Regions from separate parts of the Danio rerio genome. Here region 1 is linked to region 2. The links are chromatin contacts, called in public Micro-C maps. All regions are on one chromosome and are shown on one strand. Each heading gives the region's core, a stretch centred on a gene start, on an enhancer-like site or on the middle of the called end of the contact. The rest is flanking DNA. Distances are from core to core; before and after follow the strand shown.

The links. Hi-C and Micro-C count contacts between places; a contact is called where the count stands out from the background.
Region 1: a Micro-C map of caudal fin shows a contact between it and region 2, with 6 times the contacts expected there. The contact joins the promoter of selenop here to the enhancer-like site in region 2. A contact is called at or near these places in 1 of 18 Hi-C or Micro-C datasets (caudal fin) and 2 of 4 datasets of contacts at active chromatin or transcription factors (embryo and gastrula embryo).

The regions. Positions count from the first base shown.
Region 1 is chr8:33,501,567-33,508,481 of GRCz12tu, forward strand. It overlaps selenop (selenoprotein P), which reads left to right and starts at 4,154. Exons shown (of 5, transcript NM_178297.4): 1 at 4,154-4,216; 2 at 5,658-5,885; 3 at 6,013-6,222; 4 at 6,302-6,419. The coding sequence starts at 5,683.
Region 2 is chr8:33,327,289-33,334,237 of GRCz12tu, forward strand. The region is part of intron 1 of LOC141375657 (a long non-coding RNA gene); the gene reads left to right. Among named protein-coding and RNA genes, the nearest start is that of unm_hu7912, 31 kb to the left of the region's middle. Within about 2 kb of position 1,978, at least 36 of the 62 cell types and tissues checked have an H3K27ac peak or open chromatin away from gene starts, as enhancers often do. A contact at or near this core is called in caudal fin, where this site is marked.

The sequences.
Region 1 (6,915 bases), core at 2,904-5,403, 180 kb after region 2:
TACATTTCTGTAGCTCTTGGTCAATTATTGACCAGCAAACTAATTCAGCCTCAACATTGCATATCTTGCGATGTGATTATTGCTGAAGTGCACATTGCAATCAATGCTGAAACAATAGATTGAACAGCCATAGTTTGAAACTATAAATCGTCTGGTTGTAAAATAGGGCACGAAAACCAGCCAATGAGCTGACAGTACCTTTTCTGTTATTTTGAGGATTTATCGCTAATTTGTCATTCAATATATTGTTTCACACTTCTAAAAATGACAGTAAATGTCATTTTGTTAAAGTGTAGAGTTAACATTTCAAGAGAAACACCCTTGAATCACAAGCTACTGGCAAATAACAGATATTATTGTACTGTCTTCAAGGGGAAAAAAAACAACTAAACTCTAACAGATCAACAGAAATGGAACAGAATTGAATCTCCAATTGTTGCTGTATACTATATTAGTACTATATTAGTATGCACACATACATAAGCAACTGTTCTATATCTTATCATAATCTAATCAGCCTATCACATGGTGGCAACTCAATGCATTAGACGTGGTCAAGGCGTGATCTGCTAAAGTTCAAACAGATCATCAAAATGAGGAAGAAAGGTATAAGTGACTTTGAATCTAGCATGTTTGTCAGTTTGAGAAGAGTTGGTATCTGATGCACACTGTTGACAGTCGTGTCAAATAACAACACCAAACGAAGCATGCAATGTACACAGGATTATTAAAAGGTTACTCTATTTAGCCTTGATTTCGTCAAGTCAAGTCGAGCTTTATTGTCATTCTGCTACATGTGGACCTACAGTGGAACGCAATATGGTGTCTTGTAGAAACAGACCTATATAAACAAACAATCACAAAAATGATTAAGAGCCATTTTAAACCTATAGCTAACATACCAGATCGATAATCTAACAACATACAGTATAGCCTGCAATAAACACTTAACTATACACATAACCTAAGACAGTACTATTACATAAGACAGAAAAATATTGTGCAAGAGGTATTTAAGGTTAAAAAAACAAGTAGTGCAACATGAATGTGTGGTACATTTACAAGTAAACATTGTTTTCCTTACTGAGTCCTTATAAGATGAAGTTTAAAGGTTCAAGACACCCTGGAGTATTTATTTTTGAGATTTTAACAGTTTTGTGTGTGTTGAGCATCAGTTAAGACAACGTTAGCTACTGTCAGCTTTTATTGTGGGGAAAACTGGATAATTTGAGCTTTTGTCAGCTAATTTCATCTTTCCGGTTTAAAATAATTTTTGGGACGGGATCAAAATCGACAAGTGGAGTGATGACGTGTCGGTTTCTCATGATTATTCATAGCGGAGTTTTCTTATGAGAAGACCCTGCTTCGTAAATATTCATGAGAGCAGATGCTTTCTGAAGGCAGGGCAGACCTGCCAAACTGTAAGACTCAGTGACTGGGTGAGACCGCGTTCACAAGGGTTTGTTGCATGTTTTTTCCTGAGATGCTGTCAGGGGCCGATACAGCAAAGCTGTTGGTTTGTAGCAAGTATTTTTGTTGAGAGAGCTGTACGAGAATTGGAGAATGGTGGACTTTGTGTTTTATCAGTTGAGTTCATTACCATTCAGACACATCGCCTATATCCATGCTGCCGTGTTTGCCTATCATTAAAATCATACAGATTGCCGGCAGGGCTAATGGTTGAAATAGACAGGGAAAGAGACCTGCTGCACTGCTATCCGCAGTCTGTCTGCATTCAGACGAGGGGATACAGGAGGACAGAAGTCCACCTCATTAATAGTGTTTGTATAAACTCGATCAACTTTATAATAATATTACAAATTGTGTTTATGTGTATATGAAATTACAAATAACTTATGTAGCAGGGCATTACAATAGGTCAGAGGTCATGGAGACCACGAGTGGAACTGAAGATCTTGATGATTCTAAAGTCTAAAGTGATTTTGATATTATTATGTTTTCATTCTGTTTAAAGTGATTTTCCTTTTTATTCTAGATAGACTTTTTGTATAGCAGCCTGAATGCTGTTTATACCTCTTTTGAACAAGTTTGATAAGATAGCTGAAAGTACGAAGAAACAACCTTGGGTTTTATTAACAGATTGTCTCTTGCGTGTATATTCATCTGATGGCTTCTGCTGATGAAACTGCAAACTATCTTAAGTAACCTTTATTTTTTTGAATCTCTGACTCCAGTTCTTCATCTGACAGACAGGTCATGGTTCATGGTCCTTTAAGTAAAGTGTCCGTTGCATAAGTGATTCTACAGGTGGTTTGTCAAACCCTCTCACCTGTGAAGCACACTCAGAAATGCACAATGCTTTTCAAGAAATATGCAGTGATTGTAAGAAAGTGTCTGGGGTAAATGTGCAAACTGTTGAAAGTGTCAGTTAAAATGTCAAAGAGATGATAGAGAGTGTTTTCTACAGGTGGTTTGTCAAGCCCCCTCACCAGTATGCGGCACACTGGGAATGGCAATATGTTTTGAGGTTTTTGTGTGGTGTTGTGGAGATTTTGGGAGCTAATATTGTGGAGAATATTTCAGATAATGTTAATGTGATTGGAGTTGAGGGCTTTAACAGCTTGTGGAAAGAAACTGAAGAGTAGTGTGACATTCGTATGGTAGGGTTAGATTTTGGTGCATTTAACATGAAACCATGGTTTCATTCTGTCCTCTAATAACATTTTAGAGAGGGGGTGGTGGAATGAATGTGAAAGATATTTTCTTGACACACTTAGGACGCCAAACATTTTAGCATTGAGGCACTGTTGAGTATTGAGTATTGTTGTTGATCATGTCCATCCCTTTATGACCAATAGGGTTGGATGGTGCATAATTCTAGTAGGATAATAATAATGCCACACATATCAAATCATCTCAGTCTGGGTTTTGAAGATGAGAGAGTTCATAAACTCAAATGACCTCTGTAGTCACCAGGTCTTTCATCAGACCTCTAAGATGTGCTGAACCTGGAGATTCCAACTATGGATGTGCCGTCGTTAAATCTGCAGCAACCTGTATGTGATGTTGACATGTCAATATATACCAAATCTCTGAGGAACATTTAAGCACCTTCTTGAATTCACACCAAATCAGCTGTACTAGCAAGGTGTACTTAATAAAGTGGCTGGTGAGCCTAGTATATTGTTTTTAAGGACATGAAGTTTTAGGGTTTATTTTATTTTATTGAGTGATTTCATAATACTTTAGAGTTAACCATTAGCTTGCAGTAATCAGTAATGCGTGTTAACTGTATCTAAAGTACATCTCTAGGAGGTCAAAACGTCCTCCAGGTCATGAGACTTGATTATGTAAATTAACTAATTGATAAATCAGAAAACAACTCAGATACAAGGACAATTTGGGTCTACAGACAATGTGATGTTTTTTGAATGTTTATGTAAGTTTTTAACACTGTGTCCAAGGCCAGTATGTTTTATCTATCATTGTTCCGTCTTACAGTAATGTAAAAACATGGTGTTTATGAAAGTTCAGCAGAGACAGGAAGCTTCAAAGTTTGATCTCAGCAGGAAAAAAGTGCTGACTCTGAAACAGCTGTGCACTGCTGCACAAACAAAAAATAAAGGATGTTAAGAGGAGCATGCAAATACATGCACAGTAATCAATGATTAGTTAAGAGTTAATGCTTTAATAAACACGTACACAGTGCTTTCATACTTAATTGCTTGTCATTTCTTTTCAATGTTGCACTCAACCCCCCCTTTTCAGTTCTCTAGGGAAACAGAAGTTTGGAATGCAGTGAGATTTAACAGTTTGCTGCCTGGAGACTTTTTGGTAGAAACAAAACTATTTTGCTGCTAATTATTACTTTTCCATACATAAGACACAGATAAATAAATTAAAAATGTAGAAAATTTAATTTAGGTTAAATAAAATCCAAACAGACTTTGGCAGGGATACATAACTAATCCACTAATCCACTTAAACTTTCTGCTTTTTTTTCAGCTCAAAGCTTTAACTTTTTCCATTTAAAACACATTACGGAGGTTACTGATATACTGCTGATGCGTGTAACTTCTGTGGCGAGTACGTGAGATATTAAAGTTTTCGAAACAAGGACAGAGGGACCTTTGCCCCGCTTTTAGTCAGGAAAAACAAGAGGAGTATAAATAGGAGGAGCCGTGTGAGAGGAGGGTTGTTTTTGTCAAGAACTAGCTCAGAAAGTTTCGCTGCTGAAGACCCTCAAGGAAAACAAGTAAGTGTACTTTACAGCTACGACACATTGGTAAAACATTAGGAAAACACATTAATTAATATAGCATATTACTAGTATATTTGCTGATTGTTTTAAATAATGCTCTTATTAATGGCCTCTTTTTGCATGATCATAGATCCCTTAATTACTACAACAACTATTTATTTAATGCCATTGCAGTAATGAAGTCGTATGTTTTAACTGCAGAACATTTAGTTATTAGTACATTTTTGCTCCCAATCTAAAGTTTTTCATTTTTCTTGTCAGCTTTTTTATTTTTATTTTTTTTATAGTTTTATGTTCAGATGCTGTTGTGTGGGTGTGCATTATCTATAATATAATTTAATATTGTTTGGTAATTACGTAGGTTTGAATGCATTATCTGTGCACCAGTCTGGCTTTGATAACTCATGTTGCAAATTTATATTACCTGGGTGGACTATGGATCTTGACCCAATCTGGCTTTTTACGATTTTGATAAGTAAATTTGGGTTAATTACCATAATTACAGGTATTTATGTACATGAATTTTATATGGCCAATATAGAATGGATACGATTAGATAAACAAACGATTAGAGCGCACTGCTGCATATCTTTTTTATCATTATGTAAGTTATTATTAATTTTCTTTTCGGCTTAGTCTCTTTATTAATCTGGGGTCGCCACAGTGGAATGAACCGCCAACTTATCCAGCATATTTTTTACGCAGCGGATGCCCTTTCAGCTGCAACCTATTACTGGGAAAATAAGTTATTATATATCTGAAATACAAATGTTATTAAAATAAAAAATAAATATTATGTGTGAAAATGTTATTCTTTTTGAAATATTTTTTAAGTGCTTTTTAACAAAGAGAAAATTATTTCAAACCATATTTAAGCATAATAGTTGAACTTCTAATAACTAATTTAATTTATCTTTGTCATAAAGACAGTATATACTATTTAACTAGTTGTACTATAAGATACCAGTATTCAGCTTAAAGTGCAATTTAAAGGCTTAATGTTAGTAGGTTACTCGGTACAATACATTAATTAGGCATCGCAAGTTACTAAACAACAGTTTTTTTTCTGAAAAAAAAAAAGTTAAACGTATCTTATTAAAATAAAACTTAAGGAGGCTAATAATTTTGACTTTAATATTTGTTTAAAATTTCTAAATACGACTTTTTCCAGAATAAAAAAAATTATTGGATAGCCTATATTGTGAAGTTTCCTACTCCATTAAACATCACTTGGGAAATATAATATTATCTGCTGGGTTCCACACAATTCACCTTGTCTCAGCACAAATCGATTAAGTTAATTTAACAGATTTAACAAATTTATGTTACATTACATGATATTATTATCAATAAAAATATTACACTTCAGGTGTCTGCTCTGGAAAAAAAATTATGTTGTTTTTTGATGTCTAAACAGTTGATCTTTTGTGTTTAGGTTAGTGGGTCTGTTGTTTGGAGTCATGTGGAAGGCACTCAGCCTTACCTTGGCTCTCTGCCTGCTGGTGGGCTGCAGTGCAGAGAGCGAAACAGAAGGAGCCCGCTGTAAACTTCCTCCCGAGTGGAAGGTTGGGGATGTGGAGCCCATGAAGAACGCTCTTGGACAAGTGACAGTGGTGGCTTACCTCCAGGCCAGCTGATTGTTCTGTCTGGAGCAAGCATCAAAGTCAGTGCAGACAATTATATTGAAACTCAATCTTTAATGAGTCCCAAACCCTTCATTCTTAAACACTCTGTAGCGTTTACACAAGGCGTATTGATCTAATCTCGCTTGATGAATGTTCTTCTTCAAGGCTTAATGACTTGCTCCTGAAGCTGGAGAACCAGGGTTATCCAAATATAGCCTACATGGTGGTAAACAACCGTGAGGAAAGGTCCCAGCGGCTGCACCATCTGCTTCAAGAAAGGCTGTTGAACATCACCCTCTACGCCCAAGACCTCAGCCAGCCGGACGCCTGGCAGGCTGTGAATGCTGAGAAGGATGACATTTTGGTCTATGACAGGTTTGGCTTATCCAGATGAATTCACTTAACATGAATGTATAACTTTATCAATATGTCACTAAATATCTTTGTCAACCAGGTGTGGCCGACTCACTTACCATCTGTCACTTCCCTACACCATCCTGATCCACCCACATGTGGAGGAGGCTATAAAACATACATACTGTGATCGCATTTGCGGAGAGTGCAGCCTGGAGGTAACCATCACCTAAAGTGATTAGAAAAAAGCTAAAGTTTGGTTTTGTGATGCTCCACGTTAGCGGTTTATATATATATATATATATATATATATATATATATATATATATATATATATATATATATATATATATATATATATATATATATATATATATATATTATATGTTTTTAATTACTGTGGTGCATAAAAATGAAAATCAAAACATTTTAACTTTACAAAAAGGGATATTGCAGTGTTTTGACAAAAACTAAAAAAATTAAGCTGTTTTGTAGAAACTATATGAAATAATAATGCAATTACTTTCATTTACTCACTTGAATGGTACTCGCTATTAAGTAGGTGTCAAGACCGTATAAAGGTATAATAAAATTATTTGTGAATTATGCACACGAGAACGTCTTCTGGTTTGCGCATGCGCAGATAATTGAGTGCGCTCAACACCATATAAGGAAAAGAAGGCGGTAAGGAAGTGGCGCGTTTGAAATGAGGTA
Region 2 (6,949 bases), core at 728-3,227:
AATCTGCTCTCTGTTAAACAGAAATTGGGGAATAAATGGGGAATACAGGCTGTACATACATGCATACATTTAAGTTGTCAAGTTTTGTAAAAATCTATCTACTGAATTAATCTATTAAAAAACTTGGACCAGAATTCTGCATTATAGGCTTAAGTTATAGACAGAAATAACAGATGAACCTAGACTGCTGTTAGATCATGAATCAGATTGCAATGTTAATCTATTTTCAAGGTGTCAGTGCAGAAATGAACAAAACAACAGGCCAAATACAAAATATTATAAGAATAAAATATGGCAAAACTTTCAGATAGTAATTTAGGTCAATTTTCCTAATGGATAAACAGCTCTCTGTATTATTTCAGCATTCTTTTGCTTTCCATTCAACATGAAATGCACATTTATCAGTAGGAATACCCTTACATAATTCTATCTTCATACAGTAGCCATATACTGTATATGGTTATTACGCAACCATAATAAATTGATGTGAAATGATGTAGTCTGGTTTGTTAGTTCGTTGGATCATATTGCTTTCTTTCTACAATCGATCAGCTCTAGAGTTCATTTCAATCGAGCCGAGACCACCTCATTCAGACGATCTCGGACCAATTGATTTGGCACAGATCCGAGCGGGATTGCTGGATTCACATATGCCAAACAAACTGTGATAACGGGGCAAACGATACAAGTTCCGAAACAAACGTCTAGGTGTGAAAGCACCTCAAGATTTTATTTGCACGCAATAGATGAACAGTCGCAGCCAAATTTAACTTTTCGGGCCAGTAATGATCCTGTCTACTATCCCAAGCGTATCGCACACTGGCCCTGAGCCATCGGGCTGTCCGTATTGTCGAGCCCTGGTATATATTTGGCCCACAGCCCTCAATCCAGTTTGGTTTTTGGCCCTTTTATAGGAAAAACTTTAGGAACCCCTGCACAAATTGAACCACGGTTTCGCTATAGCTGGTTTAGCTGTGGTATGTGTTGCTTAAAACTGTGGTTGTGCAAAAGGTGATCAAAGTCCCAACAAATATGCTTTTACTACAATAACACCATGATTAATTACCAAAAATGCTCCATGACTACTTAGTGTTATTAGCTGTAGGCTAATTTTGTCTTTCAACTTTCCACACTTGGTTAAAAAGATTTTTAAAAATGTTTAAATAGAGTATGGGATTTAGAAATTTGGTTTCCTTTTGAAGTTAATATTAAAATATTAGCGATTGTGGTCTGTGGCAATATATAATATTTATTTATTTGGTCTTGATTTACATCAAAGAGTTTTTTAATAATACAGTTCTGACATGATTTAGTCACCCTCACATCTAGATATGTTGCACATGTTCTCCATTACGGCTGCAAATTTTGAAGCAAATCCATTCCAGATGGCGTCACACATTTGTATTATATCATAAATGCATAAATAGCCTGCACAATATGCAGAACATCACATATTTTCCCCAAATTGCCCATGTCAGATTATACATTTAAAGCATTCTGCAAAAGTAAAATGTGTTTTTACTGCCATTTTCATGTTCCAAGTGGTATAAATAATAATCTTAAACTAATATTATATATATCAGCTAATCAGTTTATTTCATTATGCAACATGTTCTATGATAGAGAAACCTAAAAGTAAGTATAAAAAAATTCCTGGAGGCAGGAAGGTGGAGGCTCAGAAGTGAGAGATGCTTGTTGCCGGGAAACAGAAAGCTGAGTGAACATCCAGGCACTTCAGACTGTGGGCAGGGTGATAAATGGAGGCTGCTGGGAAAGCATGTGTATAGTGAGCTGATACGCCAGCCTTCAGGAAGAATGCCACATAACGGGAAGGCTTCATCTTTATGCGTACAGTATCTGCTTTCCAGTGAAATAATTCAACACAGCTTGAAGACCTGCTCAAGCACACACACAATTATGCATAATTTAATTACATACACGTAAGCCATGTCCTAGTTTTTGCAGTTGCAGGAAGCTCTTTCTTCCACTAGATGGCACTACATTCCCATGTTTAATGCAGTACACAATCACTGGATTCACAAATCAAGATCCTCCACACCAAAGAGTATTAGAAGTTCATAAAACAGTGCCTAAAAAGAGAACGGCTGTTGGCGATGAAAGAGAAATACAGTTTTATATATATTTAATGTTCATTTTTGCACTTTATTAGCATATGTTCTCTGTGGCTCCAGTAGAGGGCGCTGGACAGACACTCTGTATGAGTCAGAATGAGTCACGAATGATTCATTTGCTGTAAGGGGGAGATGAGCTGCTGTTGTCTTTGTAAGCACCACATGCCCAAACACATCCCAGCCCACATGATCGCCAGGTGCTGCAAGCATGGCCAAAGCACAAGTCATCCCACAACTCTGGTGACAAAAGAGTGCTACAGTACTCATTTATGAATGTCTGGGTTTTACACTGCTGTGTAAAAATCACTCATAGTCGTGATGCTAGATTTTATCTCATTGAAAGATTTTTTTTCTTTTTTTGTGGTAGCATTAAAGTTGGTTTAGTGAGAGGGAAAAATGGAAATTCTGCAAAATGCTGCACTAGAAATATTTGTGCAGCAATTGATTTCTAGTTAAATGTATATAGTTCACTCAAAAATTAAAACTACCTCATCATTTTTTCACCCTAATGTGGTTTTGAACATTCATGCATTTTTTTTCTTCTGTTTAACACAAAAAATCTATATTTTGAAGAATACCGATTGCTGACACCCATTAACTTCAATAGTAGAAAAAAATACCATGGCAGTTAACCAGCATTTTTCTAAATATCTTATTTTGTGTTCAACAGAAGAAAGAATCTTATTATATTGATTACACTTTACAATATGGTTTCATTAGTTAATGTTTGTGTATTTGCAATATGAACTAATAATGAACAATACTTGTACATCATCATTTGAGCATAGTTCAACATTTCGTCACTTTAGAATTATAGGGTTCTATCTGACATTTTTGTCAAAACTGAGTTATTGACGTATTCTTATTAAATGACAATTTATTTACATTATTGGATGTTTTTTTTAGAAGTTGTTTACATTTTAAGACTTTTTATAAAAAAAATTGTTACTACTGTTTGCTATGAAATGCAAAAACTTTGAAGCTCAATATCTCAAAATCATTCAGGACGCAGATAGAACCTTATAATTCTAAGATGACGATTTACTAATGCATTATTAAAATCCAAATTTATGCTTGTTAACTAGGGTAAGGATTTGAAGATTGATTTATTTTTACTACACTGGATTTAAAATTGATCAGAGGAATCAGAGTTCATAAAATTCAAATGATACCCAAACCTTAAGTAACTTTAGATAATGCACCATAAGTTAACATGAGCTAACAATGACCAACTTTTATTTTCACTGTCTACACTGTAAAAAAAAACAAAAAAAAAAAAAAAAAAAAACTGTTATAACGTATTAACGGTCATTAAATACAGAAATTTAAAAAAATGTATCAAATAACAGACGTTACAGAAATTTTCCTAAATTGAAATATCTGGTAAATTCATGTCATTTAATGTTTATTTTACAGTAAATTTATGTATTTTAACGTCTGTTATTTTACAATAAATTTCTATAATATAACATCTATTACTGTATTGTTAGTAAACACAGTAACTAACATGAACCAATAAAGGCTTATTGTAAAGTGATACCTATGAAATAAAAATGTTCTAAAATACAATATTTTTTTATAAAACCCCTCACCCCCTAGAATAAATCAGTTGTTGGTGTGTTACTCAAACTTATATCTAACATATCCAGTATATTCAGAGAATTTTCAAGTGGTTTCTTATTTTTTTCCTATAGTTGTGCACATACACATCAGTTTGAAAAGAAATAACATGAATTCTAGTACTGGAAAGTTGCACAACTGCCATGTGCATCTCATGGTGCCGTTCACGAGGCCTGTGTCATTTCCAGCAATTCGCACGCTTCCTCTTAATGTCCTCTTAATTTCCTTCTTTCTGTAGCTGAGACCGCTTACATAAATGGCTGAATCTGCTGGGCAGTGCTGCTGTAAAGGCTTTCCTCTGGGACAGCTTGTAGGAGGCTGGCCTGATGTGGGCAAGTAATGCACGAATATACCAGAGGAATATTTTAAATATGCTTCTAAATATATACACGTATACATTTCCCCTTTCGTGGGAAATGCCCACTGTGTGACATTTAATACTATGCACCAATGGCCTTAACAGAAGGACAGCGGGATGTCTAAAACTACCATTTGTTATAATGTGAAAATATTCAGTATGCAAAAGTAACTGGCCAAATTTGCAACTACATATCTACTAGTGATAATTAGAGTATTTGTATTTTGATTTTGATATATTGTTTTAGGCATCTTATTTTATGTTAGGTCGACCAAACGGAAATTATTTATTTATTCTATACTAACCCTGATATTGTTTCAAACTTCTTGCACAGACAGATAAATTCAACTCAGGCTCATTCTAAAAACGTAACACTATATACATTTCTAGAGATCACGAAATGCGTCCCAGGAGCTACGCTTTTTTGCAGTTTTTATGTTTGTGAACGCACCAGAGCAGTGGCAGCTGTTTGCTTTTTGAGATGTCAAATTTCGCTAGTGAGTGCCATCCGTGCCTTCTATTCTCGTATAAATCCACCAGAGGCTACTGTCAACTGACTGATTGACATACTGGTTGACTAACCCATGCACCCTCCTTCTTCCCTAAACCCAACCAATAGTGTTTTCAAAAGCACCGATTGACCCAAGTCCGCCGACGTACATGGCTAGCTAAATCAACAAACTGATAACAGTGGGAAAGCCGTCCATATGGAGACTGACTTAAAGGGATTTCAATATTTACCCTCTGATCAAACATATTATATGTTTTTTTTTTTTTTTTTGGCCATACTTTATTGTTTTAACTTTTCCTACAAAAACAAAACTCATATTCTGTCATAAACTGTAGTTTATGTTTTCTCCACCCCAAAAATGTTTTTTTTTAAATACCTTAAGCAGCTTTCATATTTTTCTCTTCCTAAATTAACATGGTTTAATAACTTGTAGGGTCATTGAAAGCAAATTGAAAGGGTCCTATCAAGAAATTGTTTTGCCCTAACACGTTTAAGATGAAAAAACTTTTATTGCTCTATTGAAAAAAGTCACCTACACTATGGCGGCACAATATTGGAAAAAATACTACTTGCCTTTTTTTTTCTGAGATATATATTGCTATATGAATACAATTTCACCAGATACATTGAATAAATGTTTGTAAAGAATCTATAATTTTAGATTGATTGGGACGATTCGGTAGGGGAGTGCATAAAATATAATAAACAATCTACAAGCATAGAGAAATTCAATAAAGAAAAATATGCTAATTGAATAAACAGTGTTTGATTGTTTTTCGAAGAGTCAAAATTTATTCAGGTATAAATGTAAAATAATACTGCATAGTCTTTGTTTTATAAACAATTCAATAAACTTAATCGTTATTAATTTTTCAAAGTTACTAACAGTACATTTTCTTATACCTAAATGCTTTTCAAAGCCTCACACAGTCAAACGCCTTAAAAAAAAAAGACTTGCAAAACGATAAATAATATTCCAGACTCAACATTGCATATAATTGCGATGTGACTATTGAGAATGATCACATTGCGATATCGATGCTAACACGTTATATTCGGAGTGGGGGGGTGGTGGCTGCTTTGACTAAGTATACCTCTAAGTCAAAGCAGTCATGGATTATGACTCCTAATGGCTTTGCAATTGAGGCATCATAAATATTGTAAATAATCCATTAATGAACATTATAGGCATACAATCCAACATAAAAGTTTACATTATGCAATATGTGGCCTAGTTTTGTCTCTATTGCCACCAAGGTTTTGAAGCTCCTTGCTTTAAATAGAAATAAATTTTTACATTAGCAAATCAACAATTGTCAGCTAGATCCCTGTTTAGTCAATAGGTTTCAGACATTCAAATGCCTAAGACGGGTACTTTCCCCACCCTCTATCCTGTGTAGGAGCACAGATGACTCAGAGTCAACAACCATATCGTCTTTTGTTTACTGGAGAATGTTTAGAAGAGGACAGCGGTGTTTACATCATGCATTGCATTATCACTAAAACCATAGTAATGCATGCAAACACAGTGTTATGCACATGCCAGCTGCATGTTGCTGCGTTATTGTTCTTTAAAACATCCAAATAGTCTGCTGACTGTCTGATGAGTCACGATGAAAGGGACAATAAGAGTGCAGTGTGACATTTCTCCCCAAAAAACATGATTACTTAAGGCGCATGGTCATTTGAGAGTGAGTTCATCTGAGGAACCCTTGTGTCGGTGTTGGGTTTTGTCACTATGGAGCCGGAAGAGTTCATTGTGTTGTCCATAGAGAAGCCCCATGATTTGTGTCAGTGGTAAACATCATTACATTAGCATCACTAATCCTTTATATGTATAGCTGATAATGCTAGCAGTGACCTAAGTGAAGTGTCATTTTTACCACAACATTCCAGGTCTGTACATCTAAACAACTGTATAGCACCTGTGAAACATGTATAGCACGAAAGCACATCATGTCTGTGTGATTGTAAAAATAAATCTGTGTTTCTGAAAAGAAGCAAAGGTGAACATAGAAGCACATTGTGTTCAGAGAGTAAAACGTTTCTTTTTATGTCCGTAATTGTTGTCCGCATATCTACATTTTCGTTGATTTCATGAAAATGTGTCCTTGTGTGTACTTTTTGTTCCTTGAAATATACGAGAACAGTTATATAAACTGATTTTGTTAGTGACCAAAAAACATTACAAAGGGATGGCTCACTTAAAAATGAAACTGAGTCATTTGCTCACCCAAATGATGTATGCCTTTCTTTCTTTTTTACACCGCAAAAAAAGATTAGCATGCAGTTCACTTGCTCATCATATAAATATTAGACATACAATAC